Linked DNA regions of Salvelinus alpinus: region 2 is linked to region 1. The links are chromatin contacts, called in public Hi-C maps. All regions are on one chromosome and are shown on one strand. Each heading gives the region's core, a stretch centred on a gene start, on an enhancer-like site or on the middle of the called end of the contact. The rest is flanking DNA. Distances are from core to core; before and after follow the strand shown. Region 1 holds the start of LOC139568777 (mitochondrial import receptor subunit TOM20 homolog). Region 2 holds the start of LOC139568784 (microtubule-associated proteins 1A/1B light chain 3C-like).

Region 1 (3,725 bases), core at 338-2,837:
CAAACCTCCAACCCACATCGACATAAGGACATGAGATCTGCCTGAGTCCCAGCAAATGACAAGAGTACTTGTTTCCTAGGGAATTGATACAGACATGTATAATGTGGCCCGGGATGACAGCATGGATTAGGAGAGCTCCGAACACACACGCACTGGGATCACATACAGTAGGGCTTCCAAAGCAGCTTCCAGGAACGATTGAGTAATGGTAATAATAACCCACCGCCGTGAGACGACGAGCCTCTGGCTGAGCCGCCTCGCGTCATGCCCGGGCACCGGCGGAGCTAGATGTCCCTGAGGGGCGAATTCTTCGCCAACCCTCAGCCAGCTGCATGCCAGGTGCGGGCTGCTAAGCCGCTGGCGAGAGAGACGACAGGGCTGACGGATAATCCTCCTGCCATGTAAATTGTCCACAGACAAGTGTACACATGCACGCACATACACATACACGCCAGCGGAGGCTGCTGAGGGAAGGACGGCTCACTCCATTCCGGCCATTATTATGAATCATCCTCCCCTCAGCAGCCTCCACTGATACATGCACACACACACACACACACACACACACACACACACACGTAAGTATGAAGAAGTACACATGCAATGCATGCTCACATACACACACACATAGAGACATACATAAAGGTATGAAGGTGTACACACACTTGTTCAAACACACACTTGTACAAACACATGCACGCACACAAGCACACACCCACAGCTTAACTGGAACCCCCCCCAAAAGCACACACACCCTTCCAAAATCCTGTCAACCGGCGGCGTGTGGTCAATGACGCCAATCTCTAAGGTTCAGTTATTCCTTTAATAAACTGTAACCACAACAACCGGCCACAGAAATGGTGCAAGGGTGCAGAACGACTCGGTTGCCATTTAAAGGCAAAGGTGCACGTAATACCAGACACAGTATGGTGATGATGTAATACCATGTAAGGATGTACATGCCTGATGGTTTGTATTACTGCAGGTCTGAGCATGTGCCCTCAGAAGCCTAATAGTCAAGGTGGTATATTTTTGCAGCAGCCTGGCCTTGCACATGTAATGCAGCCGACCATCTGTTCTGTTGAGCGGCACTTCTAGGGATTAGCTATCATCTGGGAGATGAAAAGTGCCAACTAAGGCCAGAGAGGCATAGGAGCAAGGCTCAGAGCAACTGGCATCATTTTTCGTAAATGAATTGGTCATAGCGAAAGCAAAATTGTACATGTTTTCTTGCTAGTCTAAATGATTGTGCCACACCATGTAGCCTACTGTTCAATATTTCACTTGGCCATTGTTTGCTGCTGTGTAGTCTACCCCAGATTAGTTAAAATACCTAGAGTTGTAGTTAAATTGTTTCTATTTTTGTTACTCTGGAGAAAATACTGTTTAATTGTATAAAATGTGATCACTTGCCTGCTGCTTCTTTTTTTGATGAATTGCTACTGCACCCTTGTGGCACTTACATTTCAATGCGACAGACTACTACTTATATTGATTTGAAGAAATCCTAACACATTTCCCCCCCCCATCTGGGTTCAACAACATCCAACACTTTATATTCAATCAAATGCATACGCTATCGGAGATATCATGTGATTGGGAATTAAAGGTGTCTTATTTTCTATCAGGCGTTCAATGCGGACACCCTAGCTGTCAAATTAGTCAGTGGTCCTACTGGTCCTTTTTGCTGCGAACTTGCGCCTGTGTGAGGTCATGTACCATCTTTGATATAAGCCAAAATTGAAATATTATCTTTGTTAACATAGAAATATCAACCATTTCGGAAGTGATGATGGGCGGTAAATCGAGCACGATAGCCGCCGGTGTTTGCGGGGCTCTGTTCGTCGGCTACTGCATCTACTTCGACAGGAAAAGGCGGAGTGACCCCAACTTCAAGAACAGGCTGCGAGAACGTGAGTGTTGTCCGCGTCCTTTGCAACCCGCTCCGGTCTCTGTTTGCGAACTCGTTTAACTATTCCCAATTGGCGAAGTATAGAAGCTTTAATGGTAACGTTAATGGTTTGTGCATTAGATCTGATTCATTAATTGTCAGCGCACTGCAAACCCCAAAAGTCCTGCACTTAACTAGCCAGTGCTAACCTAGCTAGCTCCTAGCATAGGAACGCTCAACTCTGTTCTCTTATATAGAGTTGAGCGTTTCTCAGCTAACTACCTCTTTTATCATGTATTAATGTACTTCCTACTCACTCACAACAAGCGTTCTGTTAGTTGAATTCAGACATGGAAAGCTGCACCTACCCTGATTCATTCATTGATGGTGTGTTTTGAACTGCTATGTAACCTAAACCAACCATTCTAGGCTACTAGCCATATCAGACATAGAGTTTGCCAAGCAGGATTAAAAGCAACCTGGATATCCCTGGTGTTACTCTATCCAGGCCTACTACTCATGTAAGGCCGTGGGTTGTCGGTATGAAGAAGCTGATAATGCGCCTTCAGAGCGTTAGACTGCAAACTTTAATGATGCGACTGCATAACTCATAAGGGGTTATCAAATAAATACACCTCCACACACTACATAATGGCAGTTCTGCCTCGTCTTCAACCCAGAATCCCTCACTCTAATACAGGAGCCAATTAGAATACACATATGGATGCATGTCACAATAAAAATCCTATACAGATCACATTCCAGTCCCACATTAACTAGACTACAATTGTAGCTGGACTACAGTATGAAAGATGGATTTTGGCTGTCAGCTGGCCACAATGCTTTATACACCGGCTTTACTGCAATTGAATGAGCCATTTTCCTCTGTTAGCCTTTTTGTCATTAATCACTAGTTGTGACTTGCTACTTAGCAGCTACACTTAAATATTTCCTGATTCTGACCCGGGTAAACCACTTTATCAAGGGATATCAGAAGGGTTGTGGATTATTTTGGAGCTTTGTTCAAAGCCGAAGTTGTACTTAAGGGTGTCAATTTAGGATGTTAATGGGACTTCCTTACTGTTCCTAATCATAGTCTTGCATTGTAGCATTGCCTGAGAAACTTAAGTTGTCTAAGTACAAACAGGAGCAATCCCCAAAGCTATTTATATTAACAGTGATTGCGTTTACCTCTGCCCAAGGGAGGAGAAATCAGGCATCTGCAAAACCGGGGACAGGACTGTCAAAGGTGAGTAAAATCCCCTCAAGGTACTATTTCAATTCTTCCTCAATGAACACACGTCTAAAGAAGTAATGTCTAGTACACTTCAGATGATACCTTGTGGAAAATAATCTCCAATGACCTCAAGTGGAATAAACAGGATATCTTCACTGGCATGTATTGGAACACGGCAAGGTGATGGCTGGGTATGACTGATTTGAGACTGGAATTAGTGCATTTCCTAAACCTTTTGTCTGTCCGTGGTACCGAATGTCAGTCAACACAACAACTGTATAGCTCCCCAATGGAAACAGACCTACTTGACTACACTCTTCCCTCCAAAATGTGTTACTTAAGGCCCATATACTTGACTCGTACAAGAACGGTTCTGTGGCGAACAAGCCATTGTTTTCCAATGGAGGAAGTGCAAACCCAGCAAGAACTGCTGAGCTAGGCGGTGCGCTAAGAGTTCACTTAAATTGAACTCTTACCTTACACCTGACGAACTGGCAAACCTCAGCGGATTGTCCTGACTCGTGTGAACAGGCATTTTATTCTTCCTGGAGCATCGGCCATCGACAACAGCTTTTCCACCCGTCTATGTTTGAGTTA
Region 2 (3,725 bases), core at 711-3,210, 180 kb before region 1:
GCCATTCATCCGTCTCCATCACCTCATGTTTTAGTATGATAATGCACGGCCATGTCGGAAGGATCTGTACACAATTCCTGGAATCTATAAAATGTCCCTGTTCTTCCATGGCCTGCACACTCAACAGAAACGTCACCCATTGAGCATGTTTGAGATGCTCTGGATCGACGTGTACGACAGTATGTTCCAGTTCCCGCCAATCAACACAATCAACAGCCTGATCAACTATATGCGAAGGAGATGTCACACTGCATGAGGCAAATGGTGGTCACGCCACATACTGACTGGTTCTGATCCATGCCCCTACCTTTTTGTTTAAGGTATCTGTGACCAACAGATGCATATCTGTATTACCAGTCATGTGAAATCTAAAGATTAGTGCCTGATGAATTTATTTCAATTGACTGATTTCCTTACATTAACTGTAACTCAGTAAATTCTTAGAAATTGTTGCGTTTATATATTTATTTTTTTACACTGCGAGCTACAACTCAATCAAGGCCTGCACATCACATTATGCTAAAAGCCTTACCTCTGATATATTTACGACATGGCATTTAAGAGAAGTCATAAGGCACAATAAAGACTCATGTCACTGACTTTTGAGTGCATGAATCAACTTCACTGTTCATCAGAATCATTTTTATATTATTCAACCGACTTAGCACAGGGTTTCCCATGACCGAGGTCGGGAAACCTGTGCTATAGCGACAAACGTCATCCGACCAAGACTACTCTAGTAGCTACGTAGCTCGAGCAGTTCTCGCCACAAAGACCGTAGCGCGCGAGTAAGCTTCCTGACACAAATTTCAATCTTCCTAGGGCAGACTCAACAACGTAACCCCCCCACCAAAAATAAGCAGGGCATTTTGACGTGGTTTACCTGCAATTCGGCTCGCTCCACCTCCCATTGCGCTCTATCCACCTCGTAGCGGGCCCATTCGTGTTGCAGAAAGTGCAATATCCCCGGAATGTTGTAATGAGCCCTGGCCGCCTCTCCGCCACCGACGTCGCCCGGCTGCTGCGGTCCTTTGCCAGCGCCTGGCAAACCCGAGTTGTTGTTGTTGTTGTTAAAGAACACGCCGGGCCCTGCCTGTTCGTCCATGCCCAGGCCAGGTGTGTGGGTTCAGTTCGCACAAGCTGGCACGACTGTGCTCAGACGGATGGGTTTTCCTTTAACCGCCCCTGTGATATGAAATGGAAAGGAAATAGCTACCTACAGCTCTCTCTACTGGGCAGGCACGTTCATGTCTGAGCAGCCAGCTGTCAATTGATGACGTTCACACTCAGCTCCCACCCACATCCAGTGTTTTCTTTACCCATTGGTCGATTTACACGATTCACACTGGAATAAGCCAACCGGATATAAATGCGCTGTTGACAACTGTTGTATCCTACGTATGATGGAATTTGAAGTTCAAAGAAGATATAGCTGCATTTTCAACCTAAAATGCGCTTGTTCTCTTTTTTTTTATGTCATTTTCTTTAATTGGCCTACGGAGTATATTTTTTTGTAACTTAAATTGAAAATGTCATAATGTATGCTACAGAAGTGTGTCTGTGGTAGCCATATTTCATATATTATAGCACATTCCATTAATGTATCTATGCATTCCATAGAGCCATTCATCGAGTTGTTTACATAGCACACACACCCAAGCCTATCATCCACGACCCCCTGACTGAATTTCACGTCCTTTGAAATCCACGAAAATACATTAAACAAAATGTTGCCCACACATGATGTAGGGCCTACTTTAGTGTGAGAAGATTATAAGGCCTCTATATATGATTTGTGTGTAAGATATTTTAATAACTAAATTACCTCTATATAATGTTTAGTAATTCAAACAGTCTTATTTTCAAACATCAATTACATGAAACATTACAATCAGGTCATTTATTAGATCTTAACCATTTGGATTGGTTTTACACACAGCCGAGTCATTACGCACGGTCAATTCATTAGCCATATGAAGCGTGCTGACACAACCCCATTGGTAATCAGGTGATACGTCACTGCAACCACACTATTTAATTTCTGTTGGCTGATCTACATGGTTAAATTGTACAGCCTAGATCAGACAGCAGGAATTGAAGAGAGGAGCCACTTGCCCACATGATGCCTCCATTTGAGAAACCACAGCACCCCAAGTCCTTCAAGCAGAGAAAAAGCTTTGGTGATTATTGAATGTATTGCTTTGCATGTGGTAGGCTATGCGTTGCTTTATAATCTCATCCACGTTTTCCATCCCAAACAGCCACGAGAAAACAGGAGGTCGCGGGGATCCGAACAAAGTTTCCAACTAAAATTCCGGTAAGTTCGCTTATTTCTAAAACCGTATTCGACCCTGAAGTTCCATTGAATTTGCACCTTCTAAAAGTGACATTTCCACCCACACACAGGTGATAATTGAAAGGTATCAACGGGAGAAGTACTTGCCGCCTCTTGATAAAACGAAATTCCTGGTCCCCCAAGAACTGTCCATGACTCAGTTTGTCACCATTATAAGGTGTGTCTCCTTTGAGAAACGTTTTGCTGAAAATGTTATTTAACGTGACATGACTTAAATCATGTCTTCAATGTTTGGTTAAGAACTCGTGCATCATTTCAAACTTGGTTAACACCTGATATGAATCAGCCTCGAGTGCCGCGCGCGACTGTCACTACTTTTAAATTACTTGAGTTTGTGCAAGATAATTTCTACATTTGATTACGTCCTGTCAATACTTTCTGCACGTTCTCGTTTCAGAAATCGTATGTCTCTGATGCAGAGTCAAGCGTTCTACCTGCTCATCAATAATAGTGGCCTGGCCAGCATGTCTCTTACCATGGCGCAAGTCTACAAGGACCATAAAGATGACGATGGCTTTCTCTACATGACCTATGCTTCTCAAGAAATGTTTGGTAATTGTGTTGAAATCCATGAGGAGTCATTGCCAATTGCTGGAAATGTTTGAGAAGACAAATTGCACGATTGGATAATGTGAGGCCTCGGCTTTTGGCAGGCCCAATAACTGAACTTCGTGTATAGATATAAAATGCAATATATGGATATTTAATATTACTCAATGTTTTTGTATATTGTTTTTAAGGTAATAAATGTTTCAAACTTTTGACGACCATGCTCTGTATTACATTGCTTAAAGCGGCAATATTTAACTTTTTGGGCTAAAAAAACAATTTCGCATAGAAATGGGAGGTGTAGGTTTTTCTTGTTAAACATGTTTAAGAAGCGTAGATCTGTGCTTTATTTTAGAGGTTTTGCTTCCTTTTTTGGTTTGTATGCCAGACTAAAGCAGCTGAGAAATGTTTCATTATTGAAAAGTGACTTTAAATAAATTAAATCAGGTAGGCTAGTTGAGAACAAGTTCTCATCTGCAACTGCGAACACTTCAGTGGTACAATATTTGGTCACAAACTGAAATTGGGATAACTTAGTACTTTAGCAAACATGGTGCAGTGATTTCAGCATATTGCACTTATTTTTGTCACTCATGCTCCTTCATTTAATTTCCCAAAAATGTGTAGACTTGGACATTGCCTTCAATAGGGACTCTGAGGCATCAGTTATCAAGGAAGGACCTGTTGCCCAATTCCCTCCAAGTCGACTCCTATACTCTAGGTTCTTGTACATATCTGGTCAAAAGACCAGATGATGAAAGATCAGAATTGGGCTGCCTGTGTCAACACATAACTATTCAATCCAATATCGGTCCATTTT

What was found. Hi-C and Micro-C count contacts between places; a contact is called where the count stands out from the background.
Region 2: a contact with region 1 is called in a Hi-C map of red muscle, with 13 times the contacts expected there. The contact joins the promoter of LOC139568784 here to the promoter of LOC139568777 in region 1. A contact is called at or near these places in 3 of 3 Hi-C or Micro-C datasets (liver, muscle and red muscle).

Annotation. Positions count from the first base shown.
Region 1 is chr2:129,470,914-129,474,638 of SLU_Salpinus.1, reverse strand. LOC139568777 (mitochondrial import receptor subunit TOM20 homolog) reads left to right here and starts at 1,587. Exons shown (of 5, transcript XM_071390856.1): 1 at 1,587-1,913; 2 at 3,094-3,140. The coding sequence starts at 1,790.
Region 2 is chr2:129,651,415-129,655,139 of SLU_Salpinus.1, reverse strand. LOC139568784 (microtubule-associated proteins 1A/1B light chain 3C-like) reads left to right here and starts at 1,960. Exons shown (of 4, transcript XM_071390865.1): 1 at 1,960-2,180; 2 at 2,262-2,317; 3 at 2,407-2,513; 4 at 2,754-3,117. The coding sequence starts at 2,120. The coding sequence ends at 2,961. It overlaps LOC139568783 (striatin-like), which reads right to left and starts at 1,256. Exons shown (of 17, transcript XM_071390864.1): 1 at 884-1,256. The coding sequence starts at 1,105.